Linked DNA regions of Mus musculus: regions 1, 2, 3 and 4 are each linked to region 5. The links are chromatin contacts, called in public HiChIP or PLAC-seq, capture Hi-C and promoter capture Hi-C maps. All regions are on one chromosome and are shown on one strand. Each heading gives the region's core, a stretch centred on a gene start, on an enhancer-like site or on the middle of the called end of the contact. The rest is flanking DNA. Distances are from core to core; before and after follow the strand shown. Region 1 holds the start of Six6 (sine oculis-related homeobox 6). Region 2 has its middle 15 kb from the start of Dact1. Region 3 overlaps 2700049A03Rik (RIKEN cDNA 2700049A03 gene). Region 4 holds the start of Tomm20l (translocase of outer mitochondrial membrane 20-like). Region 5 holds the start of Gpr135 (G protein-coupled receptor 135).

Evidence for each region. Promoter capture Hi-C pulls out the DNA fragments that hold promoters and counts their contacts. HiChIP or PLAC-seq counts read pairs in DNA pulled down with a chosen protein or histone mark. Capture Hi-C pulls out chosen DNA fragments and counts their contacts.
Region 1: a capture Hi-C map of embryonic stem cells shows a contact between it and region 5, with 2.3 times the contacts expected there. The contact joins the promoter of Six6 here to the promoter of Gpr135 in region 5.
Region 2: an H3K4me3 HiChIP or PLAC-seq map of stem cell-derived neural progenitor cells shows a contact between it and region 5, with 4 times the contacts expected there. The contact joins the enhancer-like site here to the promoter of Gpr135 in region 5. A contact is called at or near these places in 5 of 39 promoter capture datasets (the 3T3-L1 cell line, the HPC-7 cell line and liver), 1 of 484 Hi-C or Micro-C datasets (embryonic stem cells), 8 of 115 datasets of contacts at active chromatin or transcription factors (astrocytes, embryonic basal ganglia, embryonic limb bud and 4 more) and 1 of 9 other capture datasets (adipose tissue).
Region 3: a contact with region 5 is called in a promoter capture Hi-C map of HPC-7-derived erythroid cells, with 4 times the contacts expected there. The contact joins the enhancer-like site here to the promoter of Gpr135 in region 5. A contact is called at or near these places in 16 of 39 promoter capture datasets (the 3T3-L1 cell line, 3T3-L1-derived adipocytes, HPC-7-derived erythroid cells and 11 more), 2 of 484 Hi-C or Micro-C datasets (CD4 T cells and LSK cells), 4 of 115 datasets of contacts at active chromatin or transcription factors (astrocytes, bone marrow-derived macrophages and differentiating embryonic stem cells) and 1 of 9 other capture datasets (liver).
Region 4: an H3K4me3 HiChIP or PLAC-seq map of neural tube shows a contact between it and region 5, with 7 times the contacts expected there. The contact joins the promoter of Tomm20l here to the promoter of Gpr135 in region 5. A contact is called at or near these places in 10 of 39 promoter capture datasets (the 3T3-L1 cell line, 3T3-L1-derived adipocytes, hematopoietic stem and progenitor cells and 5 more) and 1 of 115 datasets of contacts at active chromatin or transcription factors (neural tube).

What each region holds. Positions count from the first base shown.
Region 1 is chr12:72,938,546-72,941,245 of GRCm38.p6, forward strand. It overlaps Six6 (sine oculis-related homeobox 6), which reads left to right and starts at 1,337. Exons shown (of 2, transcript NM_011384.5): 1 at 1,337-2,082. The coding sequence starts at 1,511.
Region 2 is chr12:71,293,544-71,296,243 of GRCm38.p6, forward strand. It overlaps a transcript of 2700049A03Rik not described here. Among named protein-coding and RNA genes, the nearest start is that of Dact1, 15 kb to the right of the region's middle. Within about 2 kb of position 1,263, at least 19 of the 459 cell types and tissues checked have an H3K27ac peak or open chromatin away from gene starts, as enhancers often do. A contact at or near this core is called in embryonic stem cells and stem cell-derived neural progenitor cells, where this site is marked.
Region 3 is chr12:71,149,084-71,151,783 of GRCm38.p6, forward strand. 2700049A03Rik (RIKEN cDNA 2700049A03 gene) reads left to right here. Exons shown (of 30, transcript NM_001163378.1): 6 at 1,160-1,381. Among named protein-coding and RNA genes, the nearest start is that of 2700049A03Rik, 14 kb to the left of the region's middle. Within about 2 kb of position 1,283, at least 11 of the 459 cell types and tissues checked have an H3K27ac peak or open chromatin away from gene starts, as enhancers often do.
Region 4 is chr12:71,110,113-71,112,812 of GRCm38.p6, forward strand. It overlaps Tomm20l (translocase of outer mitochondrial membrane 20-like), which reads left to right and starts at 1,316. Exons shown (of 5, transcript NM_029227.1): 1 at 1,316-1,468; 2 at 1,594-1,637. The coding sequence starts at 1,333. Gm32906 (a long non-coding RNA gene) reads right to left here. Exons shown (of 3, transcript XR_381662.3): 3 at 639-1,581.
Region 5 is chr12:72,069,786-72,072,485 of GRCm38.p6, forward strand. Gpr135 (G protein-coupled receptor 135) reads right to left here and starts at 1,316. Exons shown (of 1, transcript NM_181752.2): 1 at 1-1,316. The coding sequence starts at 1,206. It overlaps Gm3225 (predicted gene 3225), which reads left to right and starts at 1,389. Exons shown (of 2, transcript NR_168042.1): 1 at 1,389-1,635; 2 at 2,103-2,230. It also overlaps a transcript of L3hypdh not described here.

The sequences.
Region 1 (2,700 bases), core at 87-2,586, 870 kb after region 5:
CTGATTTTTTTTGGGGGGGGGGCGGGGGGGGGCACCTATACCCAGTGTTTCCTTTCTACCAACTAATAAGCCCCGTCCATGGCTACATGAGATCGTGGTTTCCTCGACGGAAGCCCCAGAAAGCGGTATGATGTGGATGTCAATTGGGAATCAATAAATGTTGCCAATTCAATCTATTGGCCAGAAGGCAGAGTGCCAAAAAAGGCCCATGCTCTCTGCAGGAGGGGTCAGTGACCCGTGGCTCTGACCAATCTACCTTGCCACCTTAACTGCACGGCATTGTGGGATGCAGCCTGCACTTTATCTTGCTGGCACTTCTGATCTAAAAAAAAAAAAAAAAAAAAAAAAAAAAAAAAAAAAAAAAAAAAAAAAACCACACGGTTTCTATGTCCGCCCCAGGAGTTGTAAGTTCTAGACAGAGGCAAAATCAGCCTGCCATGAGAGAATCAAATCTGTTTTTAAAGGATCTTTGAAGTAGGCTTTTAAGTTGCTGTCTTGACCTAAGAATGGCTTCTCACTCTAGATGTGGCTGCTGCCCATTTGTTCAAGTCCACTGAACTGGAGAGAGGGGGTCTATGAAGGATAACTTTATTTAGTCAGAAGCCCCTACAGCTTGCATTTCTTGGAGTTAGACTCCGTGATTAGCACCTAGTTGTCAAATGGTGTGTGTGTGTGTGTGTGTGTCTGTGTGTGTCTGTGTGTGTCTGTGTGTCCTTGCCGCCATATAAAACAGTTCCAGGGACCTTTGAAGGGAGCAAAGTTAGAGTCCAAACTGACCTCTACTACAGATCTGTGGTTCTGTTCCTTCTGTTCCCGGCTTGCTTCCTATGCAGCTGGAAATGGTAAGCGGCAGACAGGCAGGAATGGGTGCCTGGGGAAAAAAAAAATGAGAGGATCCACTTCCCCTCCCTGTCCCTTTGGTGCATGCTCTTCCCGGGGGTGGGGGGTTGTCGCTTCCCTATGTTTAAACTTTCTCAAAGGGTTTGTTTCTCCCAGTCCTCTTTTGTCCTCTGGAGTCCTTTCGACCCCGGCATAGCATCGCTCCCAAAGTGAATTCCTGCAGCATCCTACCTCTCTGGTGGGAAAACAAGAGGGAGGGGCTGGACAGGGGGAGCCCGGAGGGTGAGACGCTGCGGATTTCGTGTGCGTTCCAGCCACTCCTACCTCTTTTTTCATTCTTCAGGTTCAGCAGTCTCCCCGGCAAACCGTGGGCGCTGTCGATTCTGGGGAGGTGCTGAAACGACCGGGGCGCTCTAGTCGCAGCCTTGATTGGCAGAGCAGCCTAGTGACTGACAGGGGGTCTCCATGGCGCCCGCGTCTCCAATCCGCCCACCCCAGTAGCGGCACGGTCTAGCTGGCTGGCTTTTCCTAGCTGAGCAAGCGCAGCCGAACCCAACCCACAGCTCTTCCAGGCGGGAAGGCTCCCCCCGACTCTGTAACCCCCAGCCGCACCCCGCTCGGCCCGCGGGCATCTGCTGCGTGTCCCACCCGGGGCGCCCGCGCAGCCTCGATGTTCCAGCTGCCCATTTTGAATTTCAGCCCCCAGCAAGTAGCCGGGGTATGTGAGACCCTGGAGGAAAGCGGCGACGTGGAGCGCCTAGGTCGCTTCCTATGGTCGCTGCCCGTGGCCCCAGCAGCTTGTGAAGCCCTTAACAAGAATGAGTCGGTGCTGCGAGCGAGAGCCATCGTGGCTTTCCACGGTGGCAACTACCGCGAGCTTTATCATATCCTGGAAAATCATAAGTTTACTAAGGAATCGCACGCCAAGCTGCAGGCGCTGTGGCTCGAAGCGCATTACCAGGAGGCAGAGAAGCTGCGTGGACGGCCCCTAGGGCCAGTAGACAAGTACCGAGTAAGGAAGAAGTTCCCGCTGCCGCGGACCATTTGGGATGGCGAACAGAAGACTCACTGCTTCAAGGAGCGCACGCGGCACCTGCTTCGAGAGTGGTACCTTCAGGACCCATATCCCAACCCCAGCAAAAAGCGAGAGCTCGCCCAGGCAACCGGACTGACCCCCACACAGGTGGGCAACTGGTTCAAAAACCGCAGACAAAGAGACCGGGCAGCTGCAGCCAAAAACAGGTCAGTACCAGCAGGCCTCTAGGCTTGGTGCACACCGGGATGGGGCGGGAGGAGGCATTCTTGGCCCTTACCTGGTGTCCAGGGACCCAAATTCAAAGGGAGCTGGGAATGCAGTCTGTCTTGGGTTTATGAGCCCACTGTGTTCTAGATTCCTATGCAGGCTCCTGGTTCCCCACCGTCCCCCCCCCCTGGTTCTTGGGGTTTTGGGGGTCACTGCAGCAGCTGATGTGGGTCACCAAACTAAAATGTCGCTGTAGTTAGGGAAACGGGGGCGGAGGGAGGGAGAAAGATTAAAAGCCCAGGATCAATCAGAAATCCAGAGGCCCAAAGCTAATTTTTACTAGCATGGACCCAGGCTCTCATCAAGTGAAGCCTATTTAGTTAGCTCTATTTTTAAATCCCGGCTGCATCCTTCCCTGATGCTCTGAAAAAGGTTTCAGTTTTCAGAGAGTCTCAGATTCTAAGAGGCAGAAAGACGTGTTTCCTCATGACAACTATCCTGTCTCCACCCAGCAAGCTAGTCGGCCTATGCTTTTCATTCGCCAGCTTTTGGAGCTTGCAACTCAGGCCCAAACTCTTCAAGCATCCTCTAGCCTCAGGCATGACCCATAGGGAGAT
Region 2 (2,700 bases), core at 13-2,512, 780 kb before region 5:
CCAGTTATCAGTGTGATAACAGGTGCCGAGGGCTTAATAAATACTACTTTTCATTATCACTATTGGAAAAAAAAAAGACCCCTTTTTTCCCCATTAGAATAAGGCCGACTGATATAAAAACAAAAAAATTTTTAATATATGCACGAATGATCTGTTGCCCAATAAGTATGAGTTTTGAAGTGAAAAATCCCATTTCAGTGTTTGCCTTTTAATTAAAATGGGCATTTCAGCTTTTCAAAATCATTTCTAAAGACACCCACCCATGGAGTTGCAGCGTCTCAGACCCAGCAGGGGTACACTACTGTCTTTAAAATGCCAGCTAACTATTAACATCATAATTTTATATTTATCCTGCTAATTATGGTTACGGCAAACCCCAGTTTGTCCACAACTAGCAAACAAACAAAGAAGCCTCCAAACCTAGAGGCAACTTCCTTGCAAATTTGCATATTAATTACTGTTTACCGCCTTTGCCCCCGTGGCTGATTACTTCTAACAAAGATCTTGACACTTACAGCAGCCTGGATTGTCTGATAGACGGGAGACGACCTGAAGTGCTACCCACCACTCTTTGAACTGGCAAGAAAGGCTACTGTGCTGGCTAAGAATGACTTGACCTGCAGACACAGTCCCGCCCTGGTTCAGGAGGTCATTGCCTGACAGAGTCAAAGTTTCTGCCATGCATTTTAATTCAGAACGATAGGTCTGGAGGAGCTCTTCCGGTTGGGAGATTCAGCCGTAGTGTTCTTATCACATGCAAGACAGTGAGATTAATGGAATTACATATTTCGTTTTGAAAGGTTACTGAGTTAACTCTGGTCACAGTATCCTGTCACTGAAGTCCCCAAATGTTCCAGTATCCTTTTCCTCCAGTCTCTGTGCCAACTCCCCAAAAGTGGGAGGAGCTACTCATGACCCAGCCCTCAGATCCCCGGCAGGCAGGTGTTGAACATATAAGGACGCTCTCGCGCTCTACCTCAGGAAGTCTAAGGGGTATAGCAGAATTTTAACTTGGTTGTAATTGGAGACAAAAAGCACTGCGGCTGATTTGAAGAGGCCATCCCTGAATGCGGCTTTGTGTTCAGGATCCTGAGAAAGTAAGAGCAACTTCCTCTAGAGACAAAGCCCTCGATGGAGGCACGAGGCCAATCAATGGGAAAATTTCAACCTGACATAAGCATAATGCATTATGCATGATAGTCTTCAGAAAGCCACTTACCAGCAGTCATCCGGGAGCACAGAGGCTCGGTTGCGGGGTGACTGTGGCTTCCTGCAGTGGCATGGAAAAAATGTTTAGCCAGTACAGGGTTAACTTGAGCAACACTTCCGCTTTCAATCTGTGAAATAAGGAAAGGGGTGCTCTCACAAATTGTCTGAATAGCCACGTGTTGGGAAACATCATAGTAATACAACCATGACCACTGAGAGTTATAGAGTGCTTACTTAGTGCTGGATCCTTGGTAGGCAGAATCTCACTGGGTCAATAACGACGATAATTTTTATCTTCTCAAAACATATATTTGAAGAGACAAAAGTTCGTAGAGAGAAGAATCCTGCCCAACTTCTCAGAGGTAGGAAGAGGTGACTGGTCAGCTTGGTGGGAGGCAAATGTTCTCCCAACTGAGTTAAATCCCCTGCCTCAGAGCTGAAATCTGAGCCCAGTGGTCTGATTCTCATCTTAGGCACCAAGGAACTCTGGCTTAGTTTTCTAATGCACTACAGCTTGTTGTAAAGTTAGAACGCTCTCTTTTTTTTTGGGGGGGGGGTGTGCTTTAGGAGTGGAGACCAAAACTGGATCTCGTCCTGAGTGCGCTGTTCCACAACAGAAGAATTCCATTTTCTTTATAGTTTCTGGCACTATCTCTCCCAATTAAAACTAAACATTGGCTACAGAAAAGGTCAGTGAATTATAGTCTTTCATCCAAGTCTGTTGTTACCTGCTTTTATAAATAAAGTTTTATTGGCACACAGACATGCCTTGCTTTGTTCACTTATCAGCGGGCTGCTTTTGAGCTATAAGGGCAGAGTAGTGACAGTGGCAGAGTATCCGCGGCTACAATATTTGCTCTCTAAGACATGTACTGAGTTTTTTGATTCCTGGCTTAGAGGAAACATTTCCTTGATTTTTCCTAACTTGAGAGAGCTGATGCAGAGCTGACTGACCTGGCCAACAGCTAGTTTTAAAGCTTAGAGATGGAGTTGGCAAGCTGGGTGAGTGGGAGGAGGCTCTTACTTACCACTGGGCCCAAGATGGATTCCCTATGCCCACCAAGTGGGAGAAGAGACCTGACCATTAAAAGTCAGCGTCGGACTTATTGCACACGCACACTGTGGCACGCATGTACACACACACACACACACACACACACACACACACACAGAGTAAGTAAAATTAATGAAAAGTTTGAAATCTGTATGAAAGTCCCAAAGAATACACTTAAAAAGACATTATATTGATTCATATTTTTAGTCTGAGAGATAATGTGGGACTAGGAGAAGTGACCAGAGGTTAGACATAACTTGTACTAGTCTTCAGGGCTTTCCCAGATTCTCAAAGCTTTCTAGTGTCTCCTCAATATCTCCAAAACTTCCTGAAATACAATGGGCACCCACTAGGCAGTTGTTAATTGGCCAACAGCTTACTTTTCCGTACACTCTCTTTTTTCAGTCTCCCCTCAGATGGCAACCTCTACCGGGTCA
Region 3 (2,700 bases), core at 33-2,532, 920 kb before region 5:
TCGGAGTCAAGCGTGTTGAGCACTCTACTGAGCTCCATCCCTACCGTGTACTCTTTCCAGGCAGGATCTGTCTGTCTGTCTGGACTTGCGTTCCTTCTGTGATTATAGGAATGTGCCATTTCACAGCTCGGGTCTGGAACCTTGAGGAGGGATGGCAAAAGAGTAGAGAAAGGACAGGTGTACATATACACACACATAGAGAAAAGCTGAGGGTCAGGTGGGCTGTATGCACTCTGGTGGAGCCTCATTGCCTACCCCATAACCTGGAACCTCAGCTATTGTACACAGCATGGGAGGCAGGGTTAGCTCCTCTCAGTGTGAAGTCTCTGTAGGGCAGCAGTTTCAGACTGTGAACAGCCAGGAAGAAGCCGCCACAGTTGGTAGTCTTTCTGTGTTTTTGTTTTTCATGACAGGGTTCTCTCCACAGCCTTGGCTCTCTATACAGAGAGCCTGTCTAGGCTTAAAGGCGTGTGCCACCATGACTGTTTTTTCTTCTAGCACACTGATTAATCGTCTGTAAACACATTTGGGTCAGAGGAAGAAGGCTTTGCCAGTTCTGAGTCTGATCCATATGAGTCCAAGGCCTTGGTTCCTGTCCAGGCGAGCTTGGTTCTGTGCTCATGGCAGCAATACACGTTTATTCTCAGTTTTGTCCCCTCCACACATGCCGTCATGGGTGGCATCAAAATTGACTTGGTTTTGCTGTTTCCTTCTCTTTAGTTTTAAGAATCTCCCCCCCCCCGGCATTATAGAATCTTTTGTGTCAGATTTGATGTGTATAAATCATGATTGGCTTGCACATCATTCTTTATGCTGTGTAGATACTTGGTGTGTTGTCGGTTATAGTGTTGTTGTTGCTGTGAGACCTCTCCTTATAGTTGACCTTTCTTCCTTTTGTAGTATTGTATGTGTGTTCACATGGAGGCCAGAATATGTATGTATAGTTCAAGAAACAAAACATACCTAAGGATTACTTGATTTTGTTTCTTAATTTTGTGACTCTAAAATCAAAGGCATGGAGTCATGAGAAATTTCGTGAGCAAAGGCTCAAGTTTACTACCGTCTCAGTACCAGTTGCTGTAAATAACCTTCCTAGGACCTGAGCACACCTTTAATGTCTTTCTACGATGTGAAATTCTATTTTGATGTTTTGTTTTAGGTACAGAGTGATTTGGAGGCAAAGGTTAATTGTGTTGGAGAGTTACTTACTAAGTTACAGGAGACTGATAAACAGTTACAGCGCGTGACAGAGCACCAAGCCAGCGTTCAGAGTAAGCAAGAGAAAGTGCACTGTCATGACCACGACAAGCAGATGAACGCGTTCATGGAGCAGCATATCAGGCACCTTGAAAAACTACAGCAACAGCAGATAGACATTCAGGTATGTGATAAAGCTGTGCGAGCTCCCAGCTCTAACTATTGTTAACTAGTAGCTGTCATAGCACTCTAGGTTGTGACAGTTTGATTTCCTAAATCATGATTGTCTTGCTCATTATTCTTTATGCTGTGTAGATACTTGGTATGTTCTAGGTTATAGTGTTGGTGCTGTGAGACCTCTCCTTATAGTTGGCTTTTCTTCCTTTTGCAGTATTGTAGGTGTGTTCATGTGGAAGCCAGAAGTTAATTTCAATATCTTCCTCAGTCACCCTCTGCCTTATTATTTGAGACAAAGTCTCCCTGACTCCTGAGCGCACCAATTTGGTCGTCCAGCAAGCTCCAGGGGTGTGCCTGTTTGCTCCCTTTCCTCCCAGTAATGAGTCTGCACACTTGACCTAAGCTTGGGTCCTCACGCTCGCTCGCTCGCTCGCTCGCTCGCTCGCAAGGCAAACACTGCTTGCTGAGCTCTCTCCCCAGCCCGGTTACATTATTTTTAAAGCAGTGATTTGTTTATGTCAGCAGTTCCAAGTCTGTTTATATGAATTGGAATCATTGGGAAAGCTTTATAAAAATGCATATACTTTGATGTCTTGGAGGCTGAGGGAGCAGATCTATGAAGGTGCTTGGGTGTCATTGAAAGCTTCCTCAAGATGCTGATGCTCCCATGGACAGAACTCCCTACAATGTGTAGTTGGTACACAGTACCTACAAATGTTCCTGCATTTAGTTTATTCAAAGTATCAGTACCGTAATGCCTTTTGAGTATGATATGTTGAGATATTAAAAGATGAAGAACTAGCTTTACAAATGGCTGAGTTTTTATTTTGGAATTTCCTAGTTCTGGAACACGACCCAGCTCCAAAACATTTTAGAAATAGGAATATATAACCATTGACAGTTTCTTCTTTTTGTCTTTTGAGACAGAGTTTCTCTGTATCTCCCTGGCTGTCCTGGAACTTGCTCTTTAGACCAGGGTGGCCTTGAACCCAGAGATTTGACTGCCTCTGCTGCCTCCTAGCTTGCACCACCACCACTGCCAGGTTACATTTATTTTTCTATGTTCACGTGGGGGTGGGGGTGGGGGTGGGGCTGGGGAGGGGTGTTCTGCATGCGTAGGTGTGCATGTGCTGAGGCTGATATAGGGAATCGTCCTCAGTCAGTCTTCCATGTCACCTTAAAGGTCACCGTGTCTCAATCAAGCTCAAGGCTCATTGATATGATTGGGCTTTTTAGTCGGCTTACTCTGGGGGACTTCTTATTTCCACCTCTGTCTAGGCTTGAATTCAGCATTTGTTTGTGCTCTGGGAATCTGAACTTTTGTCC
Region 4 (2,700 bases), core at 66-2,565, 960 kb before region 5:
GTGTGTGTTGTCTCCCCAGGGAAAATGTTGTCACACAACAGTCCCAGCTACAACAGACCATGACGTTGTCCTGTAATGACAGCCAGTTTTTGTTTTTATAATAAACTTTTGCAAATAGAAGACTTTAGTTATCATAGGAAGAACATGCACTATTCAGGAAAGCAGTGTGTAACTTTCACTACGTCTAAGACCAAGGACAGGGACTTCTTAATCTCACTGGTATTCAGGGCAGATAGGGTGCCTTGCTATGACAATAATGGTAGTTAACAGTGAATTAGTAAGTACAGTTGAATAATGCACAACAAAAACTATTTAAGGACTTTGGAACTGAGGCAGGAGGATGGAGAGTTTCAGGCCACCATGAGCTACATGGACGGTTGAAAATTAAAGCAGACTGGGTGGTGGTGGCGCACGCCTTGAATCCCAGCACTTGGGGAGGCAGAGGCAGGTGGATTTCTGAGTTCCAGGCCAGCCTGGTCTACAGAGTGAGCTCCAGGACAGCCAGGGCTACACAGAGAAACCCTGTCTCAACAAAAACAAGCAAGCAAGCAAACAAACAAAGTAAAGAATTAAAACAGGCCTAGGAGAGATGGCTTGGTGGTTTAGAGCATTTGTTGCTCTTGTAGAGGGCAAGGGTTTACCAGTGTACACATGGTTGTTCACAACTGTCAGTAACTCCAGTTCCAGGGACCAGACACCTTCTTTTGTAGGCATTGAGCATGCCCATCACACATGGATATACACCTACAGGCAAACAGCCATACATGTAAATTACAAACGAATTTAATCCCAGCATCAGTGCTCAGGGAGGCAGAGGCTAGGCCAGCCTGGTTTACAGAGTGAGTTCCAGGACAGCCACTGCTACAGAGAAAACCTGTCTCTGAAAAACAACGACGAAAACAACAAGGTTTAGCTTTGTAATGCCTTTATGATCTTTGAGACAAAATCTGTGTATTCTTTTGTTGTGTTTGCTGAATAAAACAAACATAAAGGGAAAAGCACCGGCAAAATGATTTTGTTTGCTTTTCTTCTATATTATTACTTCCGATTCCTTTCCCTCTCCTGAGTTATGGTGGGTGGAGAACTTGGATTGTGAGTGTTCTGGGGACCTACAGGAGGAGGCTGGCCAGCCTGACCAGGGCTAAGTTGAGATAACGTGGGGCCAATTGAAGTGCAAGGGAAATCCAGGCGACCCAAGGACACTGCATGCCCTGGCCACAGGAAATGGTCTTGTCAGGCTGGAGAAGGCTCAGAATTCCCGAGTCCTGGGTTCGGGACCCGGGGTTTGCTCACGTGTGGCTGGCCCGTGCCCAACGCTCGCAGGGCAACCCAATGCCCAGCGTCCGTCTTGGCGTCGGTCTCCTGGCGGGCTTGGCAGCGGGCGGCGCGGTCGTCCTACTCAGCTACTGCGTCTACCTGGACTGGAGGCGGCACCGAGACCCCGCATTCCGCCGCCGCCTGCAGGACAGTGAGTGCCAGTGCGGTCGGCGGGAGGGAGGGCGGCCAAGCCCGGGCTGGTTCCCAAACCGGTGCCCCGGTCACCCGTGTCCATGCTACCTGGCTTTCCCAGCCAGCTCGTGCCTGTGTTTGCAGAGAGAAGAGCTGGACAGCCCAAGGCCCAGGCGCCCGCCAGGCAGGTGAGGTGCAGCAGACCCGCCAAGGAACCTTCTAGAAGCCCAGGGAGAAGAGGCCTGCCAGTGTGGCACACCTGCTTTATAAAGTTTTAACCTTCTAATTATAAAGGGGAAGGAAAGAAAGGAAAAGTGGGTCTGGTAAGGACACATTATGAAGATCTGGTGGGATGGCTCAGCGGCCAAGAGGGTTGGCTGCTCTTTCAGAGGACTCAGGTTTGATTGCCAGCACCCACAGGGTAGCTCACAACCATCTGTAACTCCAATCCCAAGGGATCTGTCACCCTCTTCTGTCCTCCAGGAAGCGACAGAGATGCACATGGTTGCAGACATACATGCTGGCAAAACACCCATACACATTTAAAAAAAAAGTTTTTCTTATTGTTTATGTTTTGTTTTTAAGTATAAACAGGGCTTGATACTCAGTGTGCAGAATCATCGCTTGGGAGGCTGAGACAGGAGGGAGTTCAAGGTTAGCCTGGGCCAAAGAGAACACTGTTAGAGAGAGAAAGGCATCTGTAAATTACATGTGGTAGGGACGGGCACTCTTTTTTTTTTTTTTAACTTAGAAGAAAGAAGAGAAACTTGGTCCTTCTCATATCCTCACAGGATGCCTAGGCCCCCCAGGCCAACATAGATTATGATTGACTAGTTGGGTTTTGATGGTGATTATTATTTTTTAGACAGAGGAGGAAGATGGCCCATATGTGATGGTCAGAGGACAACTTGTGAGGTCCAGTCACTTCTGTCGCTGGTCCCATGTGTCTAACTCAGGGGGTCAGGTTTGCTGGAAAGTGCTTTTTAACCTGATGAATTAATACTGTCTGTATTAGTCACTTTTAAAAACTGCCTCTTATTCTAGTGTGTATGGATGTTTTCCCAGCCATATGTGGCTATCAATGGTAGCATTTAGGGGTCAGAAGAGAGCATCTGATCGCCTGGGACTGGAGCTAAGAAAGTTGTGAGCTGCGGTACAGATGCCGGGAATTGAACCTTGGTCCTCAGGAAGAGCAACCAGTGTTCCTGACTACCAAGCCACCCTCTTCAGCCCTCTCCCTTATTAGTTATT
Region 5 (2,700 bases), core at 66-2,565:
CCCAAGCCTGTTGGCACAGCCATTTCGAAGGCGATTGCGACTTCTGGCTTGAAAACCTAGGCCTTGGCTAGGCAAAAAAGCATCCATGTTTCTAGTCCTGTACCCTTCTTCGCGGTTGCGTCCTAGGAGCATGGAAATGTTGGGGTTGCGGATGGCATATATGACCGGGTTGATAGCCCCATTGGCCCAGGTCAGCCAAACAGCCGCCACATTGAGCAGCGAGGGAGCCTGCGTGGCCTGACCCTGCCGGGTCGCGGCCAGCAGCACCAGGAAGCAGTAGGGACCCCAGCAGCACATGACAAAGATAATCATGATGAGCACGGTGGTGGCTGTGCGCACCTCGCTGAAGAAGCGCAGCACGCGCGCGTAAGTGGTCATCGGCCGCACGCGCACGTCCGACAGGCGCACGGTCTTGCAGATGTGGTAGCGGCAGAAACACATCAGTAGGAAGGGCAGCAAGTAGCAAGCCACCACCAGTCCCACGCTGTAGGCGACGCCCAGCTGCGCAGGGTCTGGGGAGGTTCTGTAAAGGCAGCGGTGGAAGCTCTGCGGAGCGGGGGGCTCCCGGGGTGCCCTGAGCAGGTCCCAGGGCAGGGAGAAGCCCAGCGCAGCCAACCACGCTCCTGCCAGCAGCTGCAGCGCGCGCCGCCGGCCCAGCTTGTCCCGCGGCGGCCGCACGATGGCGCAGTAGCGGTCCAGCGAGATGAGCGCCACGCTGAACGTGGATACGATTCCGAAACACGAACTGAAGAAGCGGCTGGCTGCGCAGAAGCTGCGCCAGGGCCCAGAGTCTCCGGGAGGCGCGAATAGATCGAGGAAGGCGGCGGGTAGGCAGAGCAGCGCAGTGAGCAGGTCCGACAGGGACAGCGACAGGATGAAGGCGTTTGTGACCGTGCGCAGCTGCCGATGCTTCACGATCACCCCCATCACCGCGCAGTTGCCCAGGCTAGACAGCAAGAAGATGAGCAGGAGCACGAGCGCCTGGGCGGCCACCGCTGCCCCGTGCCATAGCAGCGGTGCGGGTCCCCGAGACCCCGCTGCCTCCGGCCTGCCCGCATCGCTTTGGTTTCCCAGCGTTACCGTGGCTACGGAGCTGAACGACAGCGCGGCTGCAGTGGCCGTGGAAGCCGCCCCTCCCGGATGCGCGCTACCCTGCAAGGTTGCACTCGCGGCCGGGCGGCCAGGCGGCCGCGCCTGCTCCTCCATGGGGTTCCACGCAGGCCGCCGCTCTGCTCATCCCGCAGCAGGGTGAAAGGTTGTGCGGACCAGAACGGCAGCTGCGGGGAGTGGGTGGGACTCGGTCACCACTCGGGACTGGTGGAACCTTGACGTGGGTTCTAGGCGTTGCCGAGGGAACCGCCTATTTACGCAGGAACGCGGGGCGGGACGCTAGCGGTGTACCCCAGGAGAGCCGGCCCACCTTATCTCCTTTCCCAGCCTGAGGGTGACCAAGCCACGGGTCTGCTAGTCTGAGAGAAGGCATGGTTCACCTCTGGCACCCCGGCAGGCCGGAGAAAGCCAGACCACCCCGCAAACGAATGGCAGATTCAGCTGAGGCGCTCTTGCTCCTTCCTGTCCAGCACAGATGCCCTGGTGGGGAGGGGATGCTGCTGTGGGCGTCTCTGGCCTCCACAGGTAGGAAAGGAAAAAGAGTCCACACCTGGAGATCTTGAACATGGTAGGGGTGGGGTATTCTAGTACCTCTGCATTTTGAGTGGGCAACAGAATCAGTCATGCTACAAGCGACTAGGTTCTAATCTCAGTTTCAGACAATGTAGCTCTGGGATGAGTACCAAGAATTCATATTGATAGTGAGGATGATGATGATCCAAGGGCCACATTTGGAAAATCACTGCTGGAACAAATTTGTTTCAGTAGACTCCTTGCTCACATTGAACATTCCTGAGGTTGGGCTTCCCGCTTAAGCCTGTTTCTGAACAGGTGTTCTCAAGGACTGGAATGTGGATCTAGGAAGGAAGATGTCATTACTGTTCAAGGGCCGGGGCTTTGGATGGTAACTAGTTAAGTGCATTTAAAGGTTTCTCAGAATCAGCCTTACAGCGTCTGGGCTAGATCATCACGTTTGTGTTCTTTGTTGGTAGGGGCTGTTCCATTCGAGGATGATTGACAGTATTTTTGTATCCACCATTGGATGGCAGCAGCTGCAACAACCCAAATAAACAGCAAATAAAAGACCCTGCCCCATAAGACTTTAAGTCTTAGGAAAACACAAATACATTACAAGATGAGTGTTTTATTTTAATAGGAAATTCAATGGAGATCGTTGCTAGAGGAGTAGATAAAAACTTTTTATGCCAAACCACATTGGACTATTGGGGTCCGGGTGGGGGTGGGGAGCAGAGGAGGAGAAGGAAGAAGAGATACAGTGAATGCAAACGTGGTGGCAAGAGGTTAACCCTGAAGGTGACAGTGTCTGAATTCCAGGCTCCATGCAAGTGGTGTGGGAGGTGGTAAATGGGAGATGTGTAAGGTTTTCACGGGACAGCATTTATGTGCTGTACTGTGGAGACTGAATGTTATGGAGGTGTGGTAGTTCGAATATGCTTGGCCCAGGGAATGGCACTATTTGGAGGTGTGGCCTTGTTGGAGGAACTGAGTCACTATGGGTGTTGGCTTTAAGCTGCCTGGAAGTTAGTTTTATCCTAGTGGCCTTCAGATGAAGATGTAGAACTCTCAGCT